Regions from separate parts of the Sus scrofa genome. Here regions 2 and 3 are each linked to region 1. The links are chromatin contacts, called in public HiChIP or PLAC-seq maps. All regions are on one chromosome and are shown on one strand. Each heading gives the region's core, a stretch centred on a gene start, on an enhancer-like site or on the middle of the called end of the contact. The rest is flanking DNA. Distances are from core to core; before and after follow the strand shown. Region 1 holds the start of PTTG1IP (pituitary tumor-transforming gene 1 protein-interacting protein). Region 2 holds the start of ITGB2 (integrin subunit beta 2). Region 3 holds the start of FAM207A (protein FAM207A).

Region 1 (4,017 bases), core at 501-3,000:
AGCTTGGGTCTGCCCTAGAAGGGAAGGGCAGTGACGTTGACGCTGGGCCCCGACCTGTCAACCTCCAATTTTAAAGTAGAATCACTCACCTGGTATCTGGACTTCCTGAGGTTCAGGTTCTTTGTGTCTCAGCACAGAAGGAATTCGGTGAGAGACAAAGCGATAGGCGAGAGCGAGATGTATGGGGACGCTCCTGAGAAATACAAGCGGCCGGCACCATCCGGTGGGCTATAGTTTTATAATCCAGGTGGAGTGCGGGTGGGAAAAGACGGCCTCTTCCTCTTTCTGGGAGTGGTAGCTCCTCCTTGGTGTCTGGTGAGAGAGCGTTTGACCCTATAAGGTCAAACTAGGTGCTCATTCAGCTCAGCAGAAGGGTGGTCCTTAAACTCTTGCCCTTGGTCTAAGCCTGAAAGCAGGCCCCGCCCCACTCCCCACCAAGGACCAGAGGCATATCTTGTGCTTCCACTAGCCAAGCCTACCTCTTCTGACGGCTGTCCTGAGCGGTCATTAAGGCACAGTGGTCTCCCGAAGTCCCTTCCCTATCTGTGGTCCCTCACAGGGACTTCCACACCGGCCTGTGTGGTTGTCCTACTCCATCCGGCCGAGCTGAACTGAGGCACTCAAGCTCATGGAAGCTGAGGTCCTGGAGGGAGGACCTGGCAGGGCTGGCATCTCCCACACCCACGCCCCCCACTGCTGACCGGGCAGGAGGAGGTGGTGCCGCCTTTGGCTCCTCCGCACTGCAGGAGGCACAAATACAGGGCAACCAGCTCTGTCTTCCAGGCCAAGGAGTCCTCCACACAGACCCAATGGGGTGAGGGCCTGTGAAATTCTACCCACCTTGGGCTGTCTCGGGGCGAGCAATGTGGGCAGAGGGGAAGGGCAGGCCATGCTGACAGGGAGCCGTGCCCCAATCACGGCCGACTGCACAGCCCTCTCTGGGGTCAGCTGGACCCCACGTTAGACTGCAAAGCCCACTGCCTGGATTCCTCCGCAGCCCCTCCAGGGTTGAGGTAGGTGTGGGGCAGCAGTGGAACAGGAGCCGGAACATGATGTTGAGGCCCTGAGAGAGAGCACGCGGCAGCCGCTCCAGCCCTGCCCCCCCCTTTTTTTCTCTTTCTCCCCCCCCCCCCCCCCCCCCCCCCCCGGCAGTGCTGCTAGGGGGGGAGGTGCTCTTATCAGGCTGGTCCAGGAAGCCGCCAGTCAGTGACCCCAGGAAGCTTAGGGGTTGGATCGCTTCCCTGTGCGATTCCCAAAGTCCCGTTCCACTTTGACTATGGAAACACAATCTTAAAAAGAAAGTAACTGGACTCTTGCAATATGTATTGTTATCATTTCGCGACGCCCTCCGGCTGCAGACCTCCCAGGAGCCGGCCGCTGCACACTGGTCCCCGGCCCGCAGGCTCCACTCGCGGAGGTGATGGGCGTCCGGGGACGCGGGTGCCCGGGGGCGGGGGAGGCCCTCCGGGCGGGGATCGGGGCCGAGCACGCTGGCTATGCAGCCGAGGACGCTGGTTAGGCACCGCCCTCGGGGCCATTCCAGGACACACCGCTACAGCTCTACTCCCGGAGGCGGATTCTCCACCCCTCCAGGGTCAGGGCCAAGCCAAGCCCGGGACTGGCCGCCCCTCCCAGTCGCGCAGGCGCACTGAGCTCCGCGCGGAGCGGGGAGGCGGGCCCGCGAGAGGCAGGGGGCGGGGCCCGTAGGGCGAGGGGGCGGGGCCTCCTGTTGCGCACTTGCTCCACCGTCGCCCCGCCCACTTCCGGCGCGCGGCTCTTCCGGGCAGAGGCGCCTGGCCGGGGTCCCAGTGGGGTGGGTCCGGCCGCAGACGACGACTGACCAGCGGCACCAAAGCCACCATGGCGTCCAGTGGGGCCCGCGGGCCGACGCTGCGCTGGGCACTGGCCCTCGGCGGCGCCGCGCTGCTCCTACTGCTCCTGCCGACGGCCTCGGCGCAGGGTGAGGGCGGCCGGGGGGCGCGGGGTCAGGGTCACGGGGTCGGGAGGGAGACCAGGGTCGAGGCGCCCGGGGAGCGCAGGGTCGAGAGGCCTGACAGGCGGGGTCGGGAGGAAGGGGGCGGGGGTCGAGGGGCCGGGGAGCGCGGGGTCGGGGTCGGGGTCGAGGGGAGGGCGGGGATCAAAGGGCCCTGGGAGCGCGGGGTCTGGGGCAAGGAGCGAGGGGGCACAAGGTCGAGAGGCCCGGAAGCGAGGGTGCTGGGGGGGGCGAGAGGTTGCTGCCTAGGGCCTGTGCGGTTTGCGGGGGCCGCCAGGGGCCCACCCGAGTGTCCGGCCGGGGCAGCAGGGGCTGGGGGAAGACTGCGTGCCGGCCCTTTGGCTCAGCGTGCGGGCGGCCTGGCCCGAGAGCACGGTCAGCTCCTTAACCTCGCCACGACCCTCTCCGAGAGCGCTGTGGGGTGGTGGGAGCAGGGCTTGGGAGCTTGCTTGTCCCTTGGCGGGTCAGCCGCCCGGAGTCCAGGGGCCCAGCCCTTGTGAGGGCGCGGCTGGTGTGTTGGGGGCTCTGCTCCGCTCTGCTCAGACTCCGGGGAGGCCTGTGTGCAGGCCCCCACCCACGCCCTCTGTGCCCAGTAGACCCCCTCTCCAGGGAGCTCCGGGGAGAGTGGCCAGGGCTTGAACTAACCCTGAGGCTGGGTTTCTTCGCTCTCCAGACCCGCAGCCGTTGTCAGCCTTCCTTGGTTTATCCCACCTATTCTTGGTACCACCTGTGTCAGGTGCTGGGCCGGGTGGCGGCTGGCAGGTGGAGAACCAGACTTCCTGGGAGACTGACCAGGAACTAGCAGAGTGCTTGGGGGTGGGTGAGGGGAGCATGGGATAAGAGGGCACAGGAGTTCCAGGGACCTGGCTGCTGGAAGGTGGTGGAAATCTCAGGAGCAGCTGGGGATGGGGCGTCCCGCGATCACCAGGCGTGGAGAGCAGAGCCCTGGCTGGTCAGCTTCGGTTCAGCACAGCCAAGCACCTGTCCGCTTTGTGACCTTATGGGCTGCTTGTTCCAGCGCAAGGCTGCTTGAGTTCCTGCTCGTCTGCTTCCCAGCGCACTAACGTGTACCTCTGTGGCGCGGCAGTCAGGTCGCGCAGAATGGGGAGCTTTAGGTCCAGAATGTGTTTTCGGCACGAATGTATTATGAGTTCTTTTTACCCGACTGGGTGGGTGTGAGGCAGGAGACCAGGCCCTCTCCTTGGTGGCCTTCCGGGATGGACTCTGGCTTTGTGAGAGTGGGTGTGGCGGGAAACGCCCCCTCGTGTGTTTGGCTGCTTGCTTTTCACACGGCCGGGTCCTGTGACAGTCTGGGAGTTAAGCCAGACTCGTGTTTCAGGAGCAAAGCAGCTCCTTTCCAGCCACAGTGAGCACTGAGCCCCCTTCCCGCGGAGAGTGGGCTGGTCTGAGAGTTTATGCTTGTCATGCCGTAGGAATGCAGCCACACCGTGGACGTTTGCTCTGTGTGTCCCTCAGAGCTCCCAGGAGAGCCAGCCCACAGGATGTGTGCAGCTGTGGGAAAGGCTCATCACAAGGGCTTGGCTCTCGGGAGCGGGGGGGGCGGGGTAGGAGTCCCCTGGTCTGCCATCCGCCAACTGGAGACCCAGGACGCCTGTGGGTACGTCCCCCTCTCTGCTGAAAGCAGGCCGGGGGCAGGGCAGGTGCACATTGCGGCTCCAGCAAAGAGCGGATTCGTCCTTCCCTGCCTCTCTGTCGTGTCCGGGCCTCGGTGGATTAGGAGATGCCACCCACCCACCTAGGAGAGGGCCACGGGCTTTAATCTGGCCACCAGCTCAGGGCGTCTCTTCTGGAAACACCCACAGACACTCCTGGGCGCTGTTTGCCTTGGCCCGGTCGAGTTGACACGAAAAATAACCATCCCAGGTGTGTGACTCGAGAGGCCAGCACGCAGGTCCCCGTCCCAAACTCACCTGTCTGCTGCGGTCTTCTCTCCTGTGCACATGGCCTTCGACCCCACAGCGTGTCGAAGGGCTTCAGCGGGGTTGGACCCCCCAGCCAGCGTT
Region 2 (4,379 bases), core at 1,090-3,589, 37 kb before region 1:
CTTCCCTGCACCCCTCCGCTGGTTATGTGGGGGGTTTTGTTTTGTTTGGTATTGTTTTTATTTTTATTTTTTTTCTTTTTTGCCCTTCCTGCAGCATACGGAGTTCCCTGGAGCAGATCTGAGCCACAGTTGTGACCTGCAACACCGGATCCTTTAACCCACTGTGCCGGGCGGGGGATCGAACCTGCGTCCTGGGGCTGCAGAGACTCTGCTGATCCCACTGCATCACAGCAGGAACTCCTGATTATTTGGAAGCAAATCTGAAACCTCATTGTACTATGTTTTGTGTAAAATTTTAACACGAAACTCTAAAAAGTGACAATTCTTTAACATAATCACAAAACCTTTAACGTAGCTAAAAGAACTAACAGTAATTTGTTAATATCATACAGTCCGTCTTGTGAGGGGTGGACAGTCTCTTAAATCTCTCATCTGTGGGTCCCTACACCATGTCTACTGTCTTGCCATCTGTGGACAAGATGGGGGGCGGGGGTCCCTCCAGCCTGGGTCTTACTTTGTCTTGGGGGGGTCCCTCCAGCCGGGGTCTTGCTTTGTCTTGGGGGGTCCCTCCAGCCCGGGCTTGCTCACTGCATCCCTCTGTCCTCAGCGAGGTCAGGTGTTGATCTGATGTGGGTTCAAGAGTAAAAATTGTTATTTTTCTTTTATCTCCTGTACAATTTTCTTATTATCTGAATTTCTATTGCTGTTTCCTCCAAGGCCTAGGGCCGTAAGCAGCTCGCGTCTGTGAGCAGCGCGTGTGTCTCTGAGCAGCCCGTCTTTGTGCGTGGTGCGTCTCTGCGGCTGATGGGTCTCTGGTGTCACAGCCAGTGACAGTCACTGCTCCATCTTGAGTCCCCGCCGGGCGTGACACAGGCACATTCTTGGTGGATCCTTCCCCCTTCACAGTGCCTTCTGGAATAGTTCCATAAGGAGGAAGCTCCCCTGAGAGAGAATATTTAATTAAAACTTGTGGGTTTTTTGCCTTTGGCCGCTGAAGTTCCCAGGCTAGGGACTAAACCCGGGCCACAGCAGTGACCTGAACTGCTGCAGGGAAGCTGGATCTTTCACCTGCTGCACCACATGGGAATTCCTTGTTCTGTCTATTTTTAAAACGCATCAAGACGGTTTATGCGCAGAGGGAGAAGGGGACTGTCCGAAGCACTGTGACACCAGAAAGCTGGACTCTCCGGAGCCCTTGAGGTCATTCCTGATGCGTAATTACGTGCTCTCAACTCGCCATCCTTCTGGCTTTTTCTGTTAACCTTGCCTTTACAAAAAAAGACGTCTCACTTTTTTTTCTTTTTCTTCACCTGTAGGCTTCCTATTTCCGTTCCTTAGGAGACTTTTCATCGTGGTCACACACAAAAGCCCACCTTTCCCATCCAAACGTCCAGCGAGGAGCATCAGAGGCAGCAGCAGGCTCCCCGGAGCGTCTGCACAGCTGATTTGTGTCTCAGATTCGAGAACATTTTTACGACTATGTTTGCAGCGACAGAGCCTCAGGCCTGACCAACCGTTCTCATTTCTTGGGTCGCCTTTGCCTCGCCTGCGCTTGGATCCTGCTGGGATTTAAAGGTCCGTCTGGGTCCTGAGGTGCACCTGCCGGCAGTGTTTAGGTGGTTATGCCTCTGGGTCCCGGCTCACCCGAAGGCGGCCGCGCTCTGGCTCTTTGCGGGTCTAGTCGGTGGGTCTCCTGCCCTTCCTTCTGAGCTGAATCTGAAGTGCTCTCTTTCCACGGAGCCCCCATCCAGGAACAGCACCACAGCTCGCCGGGCAGCAGGACGGTCTCTCTTCCTCCCAAGCCAAGCGGCGGCCTCGGCGCCCCGGCTCTCTCTCCCCCTGGGCTCAGGCAGGACTCGGCCACGGGGCGAGCGCCTCTGTCCGTTCACCTTCTCCCCTGAGCACCTGCACCCACAGAGCTTGGCCTCTCGGAGCCCACGTTCCCCTGGCCTTGTCCGGCCCCTCTGTCCTCACAATCCCGCTGGCCGATCTGCTCTCCGGCTTCTCTCTCTGCCCTTAGCCGGCGGGCTGTTTTCTGGCTCCCATGGCTGAGTTTGACTCCCCAGGCCTGGTGCTTCTTTGAAGGATGCGTTCCCCTCCCATGTGCTCCAATAGTGTCACCCCTGGCTCAGCCTTGCAAGGTCTGTGTCCCTTGCAGGCAGGTAGGGGCTCCCGCAGTGCCAGAAGCCCCGCTCCAGCTCCCTGCGATGGGAAGCGTGTCCCTGGCCCCCTCAGGTGCTTGTTCCTGATAGCCCGGGGCTTGATGGGGGCACATGTGGTGCAATCGGCCACATGTAACTACTTCCTCCAAGAGCTAACGCAGAACAGGAAGCATCGCGCCTTCGCCAGCAGGACCTCTGGCGGGCGGGTGTCTTCCCAGACGCGCAGCAGACCCAGCCTGCTAAAGGGTGGAACTGAAGCCCCCCAGCCCAGCCGGGACCCCCTGCTGAGGTCTCCAGGACATCAAGCAGGTGAGCGGACAGAGAACTGCCTGAGTCAGGCTAGATTTTCTGGAGGGGAGCTCTGCCCTGAGGCCAGTCCCCAGGCTGTGGCTGGTGCCCAGGCTGGGGCTGCTGCTGTCCCCAAGGGGAGCAGCTCCAAGGGGCCCGGCCTACAGGGGCTCTGGTGGTCCTGATCCCTGTCGCCCATGCTGCAGCGTCCACTCCAGCCCCCTGGGCTGAGATCCGGCGGGGAGGAGTGCTGAGCCCTCCGCGAGCTGAGCAGCTCTGGAGGAGAGAGATGGAACTGAGGAGTCGGGCCCAGCAGGGGAGGACGTGCGGGGCCTCAGGCCTGGGCTGCCCAGTACAGGGGCTCTCCGGGCATTTGCTGAGCCCCCGACGTGGGAGCTGCGGGGCCTGGCAGAGCCCAGAGGAGACCGGGGGGAGGGGAGGCAGGCCAGACCGCCCTGGCAGGGTCGGGGTGGGTGCACAGCGGGCTGTGTAGGAGGGCTTCTGGGCCACCCCAGCTGCACCTTCCTCTTCCTGCCTGAGCCCTGCTCTCTTCACGCCTCTGTGTTAGTGTGAGCGTGTGTGTGAGTGTGTGTGCACACATCGTGCCCTGTCTTGGTGGAGGGGCCCCTGCTTCTCCAGGATTCCCGAAGGGTGACGCACTCTGGCCTAGTTATGTGGAAACGCTGGGTGACTGTCGAGTCTTAGGGGGACCGACCCTGGGTCTGTGACTGACACCTCCCACACCCAGGCCCCCGGGAGGGAGGAGGTGAGCCAAGCCCGAGAACCAGGACAGGTGTCGGAGAGGGGCTCTTGGTGGCCCTCGGCTCTGCCCCAAGGGAGGAGAGACAGTTCCCGAGGGGCCCAGCCAGCCACCAGCACCCTCCCCACCAGCCCAGGTTCTCAGCTAAAATCTGGGCGGATCCGTCTGCCTCCAGTTGGTGTCAGCTGTAGGCTGGGGACAAGTGACATTTTTACTTGGAGATTTCAGGAGGGCAGAAGCCCATGCAGCCGGGTGCCTTGGGCAAGCTCCCTGGAGGCGCCGCTGTGCCGGGGACAGGGGAGGCCTGTCTGCTCTGCCTGGAGGGTGTGACACGGGCTGGCCTCCCATCTGAGAAATGGGCCGGTCGTTTACGCTCAGTGGGCTCTGCAAATTATCATCAAAACTCCCATCCCTGGGGAGTGCAGGCGCGGGGCCTCGGGCGAGGCGAGCCTGTGTAAGAGGCCCTGCAGCTTCGGCTCAGACCCAGGCGCGGTCGGCAGCTCACGGGCCGTGGGCAGATGCTTTCCCTGCAGGTGGGGCGGCTCAGGGCCCATGGTGGCCCTGTGTGACTCAGGCCTCCCAGCTCTGGAAGGCGCCCTGGCGGGGGAGGGCCTGGCTGTTCTGCACAGCTGTCATCACGAGGGCCCCGCGGTCCTGCCTCAGCCAATGTCATGGGGCAGCTGCCAGGGGTTAGAGATCTGTGTCCCCAAGGGGTCAGCCAGGCCAGCCGAGACCCCCCATTCCTGTGCTCTCCTCCCCAGGCTAGGCGGCTTCATGGTGACGTCTGGGTGACACCACCCGGCAGCAGGGCTGGGATGCTGACCCTGGCCAGTGCCTGTGTTCCTTTCTGCACAAACTGGGCCTGAAGTGGGTGTTGGTTCCCATCTTGCCCCAGACCCGCCTGTGCGGGCAGCTGAGACCCGATGGAGTGGGTGTCGAGTCCCAGGGGCCCGGGGACGGCGACACCTGCCTGTCCCAGCTGTGCTGCCGCCGTCCCCCACCTGGCCACTGGGGCCTTGTCTCTGCATGGGGGGGTCACGGTCGGGCTGGTGGAGTGTGTGCACGGCAGCGGGCAGCTTGGGGTGCTGTGGACCCCCCCCACCTGATGCTGCCTGCTGAGCCCTACACAAAAGGGCCCCCAGCCCCACCCCAAGCTTCCCCCTCCTGGG
Region 3 (4,383 bases), core at 563-3,062, 54 kb before region 1:
ACCACTTACAAAACAGAAAGAGACTCACAGACATGGAGAACAGACTTGTGGTTGCCAAGGAGGAAGGGGAGTTTGAGGTTGGCAGATGCAACTTCTACACTTAGAACAAGGTCCTACCGTATAGCACAGGGAACTATTTCTAACGTCCCGGGATAGACCGCGATAGAATATAATGTAAAAAACAATGTATACGTGTGTATGACTGAGTCACTCTGCTGTGACTTGGCACAACCGAAATTGGCACAACATTGTAAATCAAATATGCATCAATTTAAAAATTAAGAATTATAGGAGTTCCCCACGTGGCTCAGCAGTGAATGAACCCAACTAGAATCCATGAGGACTCAGGTTCCATCCCTGGCCTCGCTCAGTGGGTTAAGGATCCAGCGTTGCCATGAGCTGTGGTGTAGGTCACAGACGCTGCTCAGATCCAGCGTTGCTGTGGCTGTGGTGTAGGTTGGCAGCTACAGCTCCGATTTGACCCCTAGCCTAGGAACCTCCCTATGCCGTGAGTGCAGCCCTAAAAAAGACAAAAAAAAAAAAAAAAAAAATTTAAAAATTACATATCATGGGAAATACACCCAAAAAGTTTATAATGCATATATGAAAATCTAGCTCTTTAATCAATTACACAAGATAAAATGCAAGAAATTAACACAATTATATTAGGGGGTAAAAACGTTGTTATGAAAGCCTGGGCACTGGGGCCAGATCCTGGGTTCAAACAGCAGCAGCCAAGTGTCCTTGGTAATTTATTTAATCTCTCAGTTTTTCCCCGCAAAATCAGTCGGCGTGATTATGACAATGTAAACGGCCTGGCACACAGCATAGCTGTTCTCCTTAGCACTACTAGCCCAAAGCCATGGGCCCCACAAACCAACAAGACTGGTCCACAATCCCCAGAGGAGCCCCTTGGTTACAGACACCGGCAGATGCTTCCAGGCAGCTCCGGGTCAGCCCGTGATAAAACATGGTCTAACCACACAGTGGAACATTTTCCACCATAAAAAGGAGTGAAGGGTGATAGTCATACAACCTGCAGGAACGTTGAAACCACGCTAAATGCGAGAAGCCCAACGCGAAAGCCACAATCTCTAGGACTCCATCCATGCGAAATGCACAGAACAGATGGGCGGCTGCTTAGGGCTGGGAGGGCTGGGCACGGGGCACAGGGGCTCTTCAGTTTGCTCCTCGTTTTCTGATGACCCTGGGACTTCCCTTTCCTTTCCCGGGAGCTGTTTGTGCCGCATTCGAGCAGCCTTTCTGCCCGTGGCCGTGGCCGGCTTCTGGTCCTTCCCCGCACGGCGCCAGGCGCGGAGCAAGCCGACCCCTCCCGGGCCGTCGCGCCCGTGCGCCGAGCCTCGGGGCCCACGGAGGCCACGACCCTCCGCGGACCGGGAAGGCCCGCGGGCCGCGCAGCCAACACGGCCCGGGCCGCGGTCCCGGGCTCTGGGGGGCGCCCACAAAGCCAGCCCGGGACCCCCGAGGCCGCACAGTGCGCCGCACCTCTGCCCCCCCCCCCACCGCCGGCGGTGTCCCCAGCTGACCTTCGCCCCGACGCCGCCGGCCGGGGCCTGCGGAGGGGCCGCCTCCCGGGCGGGGGGCGCGGGGCCGGGCGCGGCCTCCCCCGCGGGCCTCACCGCAGCCTGGTGCACCCGAGCCCGCAAGCCGCGCACTTTCCCCATCTCGCCCGCGGAGACCCACAGCCCGCCGGAAGCCGCGGGCACACGCGCCACAAGCCCCCGGAAGTCGGTCCCGCGTGCTGGGGGCCCGGCGGAAACAGGAGCCCGGCCGCTGGGATCCGCTCTTCTCCCCGCGCCCGACGCGCAGGCCACCGGAAGGGCGGGACGGAGCCGCAGAAGGGCGCGGCTGCAGCTGGAGGAGCGGGGCCGAGGGGTCCCGCCTCCGACCCTGCCCGGCTTCCCGGGGCGGGGGCGGCTAATTGTCGGAATCTGTGCAGCCTTGATAACTGGGGAGTGATGGACACAGCGCTGGGGGGGTTCACGCTTGTTGAAATACACAACAAACTTGGGTTTGCTTCTGCCTGTCAGAGATGCCCGGGAGTAGCGGGAAGACTGGGGGCTGGGGGCACCTCAGAGACATCAGGCCAGGACTTACAGGGGCGACTTTACAGAAGTGCCCCTGGAAGAAACCCAGAAACCAGCTCTCAAGCTCAGTACCCCAACTCTGTCAATGGCCCCGCTATCACCACCTGCGCAGTGGCCAGGGTGGGTGTCTAACCAAAACCTGCAGATCAGGTTCCTGTGGCTAGAACCTCTTGTCCAGCTGTGAGCAAGAGGAGAGAACTTCTGGGAGGCTTTCTGGATGGTGAAGACCCAGCCCACCACCTAGTCGTGTGCCCCCCATCTGGTGGCAGCTACAACTTCTTTAGGGGAATGTCACGCGATGGTCTCTGGTTCTACTGCTGTGGGGAGAACTAAGGACAGACAGCACAGAGGTAGTGACTGCTGGGCACACACAGGCAGAGAGCTAACTCAGCTCGCTGGAGGAATGATCTCCTGGCAGCTGGTGCAGAGACACTGGTGTCTTCAACACACAGGTATATGCTCTGCTCCATCCGGCCTCGTTTCCTGAGATGGCGGGCAGGGAGACCCTGGCTTGGCTCCTGGCTCCTTTGCTCACCAGCCCCCCACCTGGCAGTGATCTCTGCCCCTAGCCACCCCCAGAGCCTGCAGGACAGCCTCAACCTCAGGGTTGCTTCTTGCCTCTTCCCGGCAGCCCGTGCTTTCTCAAAGGAAAAGATTGTCCAGCTACCGCAAAATGCATCTGTTAGGACTTTCTTTAAATCCCTGGGCCCCCTCTCTTTGTGTCTGTCCCTTCATCTCCCTCGGCGACCAGGCCACACCCTGCTGCCCTGACATTTGCACCTGCAGCCTGACCCCTCTCTGGGTCTCCACCTGAAGTTGTGGCGATCCCAAAGTGGAAGCCTTGCTTCCCATCCCAATCTGCCCCCGCCCACCCCAGCAGTACAGTCCCCTTCGGAAGGAATGGCAGCCCTCACTCAGGAAGGGGCCCAAGCTCCAAACGGAAGTGTTTTCTTGGCCAACTCCTCTCCCTATCACATCCCCCCAACAGCCCCCTTATCCATCCCCCCAAATTCCACCCCCACCTGGGCTCCAGCCCTGCCCTCCACCCTTGGCCGGAATGGAGCCCCTTCTGTTTACAGCAGCCCCTACCTCCCCAGGGGGGCTGCGTTGGTTCCCGGTCTTCCAGGAAAGGCTACCCTTGGCTCTGGTCTCCGGGGAGGCCCCGCACCCTCGGCAGCTCTGCCTTTCCCAGAGCTCTGCCGTATCTCCTCTGTTCCCTGGGCTGTCGGCCTCCCGGCTGGACTAGGTGGCCTTGGTGATGCCCGGACAGACCCAGCTCTCGCGCGCGCGGCGCCAGGCAATTCTTCCGTCGCGCGAGGGCGCTCACGGCCCGCCGGGGTTTCTCGTGGAGCTGGGGCGCCGCGGGCACCGACGCCCAGGGCGGGGAAAATCCCAGCGCGGGCGCTTCCCGCGACCCCGAGCCCCTTCGGCCCCGCCGAACGCGGCGCACGCAGGATCCATACGAAGACTTCCAAGTGGGTCTGGGGTTCCCACGCAGTCTTGAAGGGTGGCTTCCGGGACAGCCTCGGGACAAACACTGCCGTCGCTCATGCCTGTCTGCCCGATCCTTCGCGGCCTCCGCAAGGACTTCCTGCGAAGCGCCGGCTCTGCCCTCGGGTTTCCACGCCCGCCCAGCGGCGCCTTAGAGCGGACGACGACCTGCGCGCAGCGGCCCTGCGGGTGCCCCGCTCTGACCCGCTCCTGGGACCCTGCTGGGACGTGGAGCCCCAGGCCCACTGCGTCCCACCCTGCCGGGCCCTGGGCCGGTTGCCCTAACCCCACGCGTCTTTCTGTGCCCAGTGTCAGGACCTCCCTCCTGGGGTGGTCGTGGGCGCTGCACCAGCCTCCCCCGTGCTGCGCCCAGCCCGCCCGGTGAATCCCGCTCCAGACACGCCTTCCTTAGCCCCCTTAGGCCGGACACGCGTCCTATGTGCCCCTCTCCCCTGCCGCACTGCTCTCCCTCGGACCCTGCCTGGCTTGAGTTCAGGTCGCTGAAGGCCCCCAGCCCCGTCTCTCCGCAGGAGGCCCGTCCTCCCGCTCCAGGCAGGTGGCCAAGCCTGGAGGTGACTGAGGCAAGGGAGGAATTTCTGAGCCCCAGTTCCCCCCTCTCTACACTAGGTTGGATGGGGCTTCTTTGAGGACCCACAGGTAAAGCCCCAGGAAGCGGCTTCGGGCAGCCAGTGCTCAGATCCCAGTGGCCCAGAGTCGGTAGGGAGCCCACGCGGTGGAGGTCAGGGTTCAGGGTCGGGCTGTCTGGGTGGCACCGTGGGCACCC

Evidence for each region. HiChIP or PLAC-seq counts read pairs in DNA pulled down with a chosen protein or histone mark.
Region 2: an H3K27ac HiChIP or PLAC-seq map of alveolar macrophages shows a contact between it and region 1. The contact joins the promoter of ITGB2 here to the promoter of PTTG1IP in region 1. A contact is called at or near these places in 1 of 5 promoter capture datasets (liver), 10 of 47 Hi-C or Micro-C datasets (blood, fetal heart ventricle, heart right ventricle and 5 more) and 2 of 2 datasets of contacts at active chromatin or transcription factors (alveolar macrophages and skeletal muscle).
Region 3: an H3K27ac HiChIP or PLAC-seq map of alveolar macrophages shows a contact between it and region 1. The contact joins the promoter of FAM207A here to the promoter of PTTG1IP in region 1. A contact is called at or near these places in 1 of 5 promoter capture datasets (liver), 19 of 47 Hi-C or Micro-C datasets (alveolar macrophages, blood, epiblast stem cells and 7 more) and 2 of 2 datasets of contacts at active chromatin or transcription factors (alveolar macrophages and skeletal muscle).

What each region holds. Positions count from the first base shown.
Region 1 is chr13:207,504,822-207,508,838 of Sscrofa11.1, reverse strand. PTTG1IP (pituitary tumor-transforming gene 1 protein-interacting protein) reads left to right here and starts at 1,750. Exons shown (of 6, transcript XM_003359011.4): 1 at 1,750-1,960. The coding sequence starts at 1,861.
Region 2 is chr13:207,542,068-207,546,446 of Sscrofa11.1, reverse strand. ITGB2 (integrin subunit beta 2) reads left to right here and starts at 2,339. Exons shown (of 16, transcript NM_213908.1): 1 at 2,339-2,471.
Region 3 is chr13:207,558,309-207,562,691 of Sscrofa11.1, reverse strand. It overlaps FAM207A (protein FAM207A), which reads right to left and starts at 1,812. Exons shown (of 6, transcript XM_013990227.2): 1 at 1,548-1,812. The coding sequence starts at 1,685.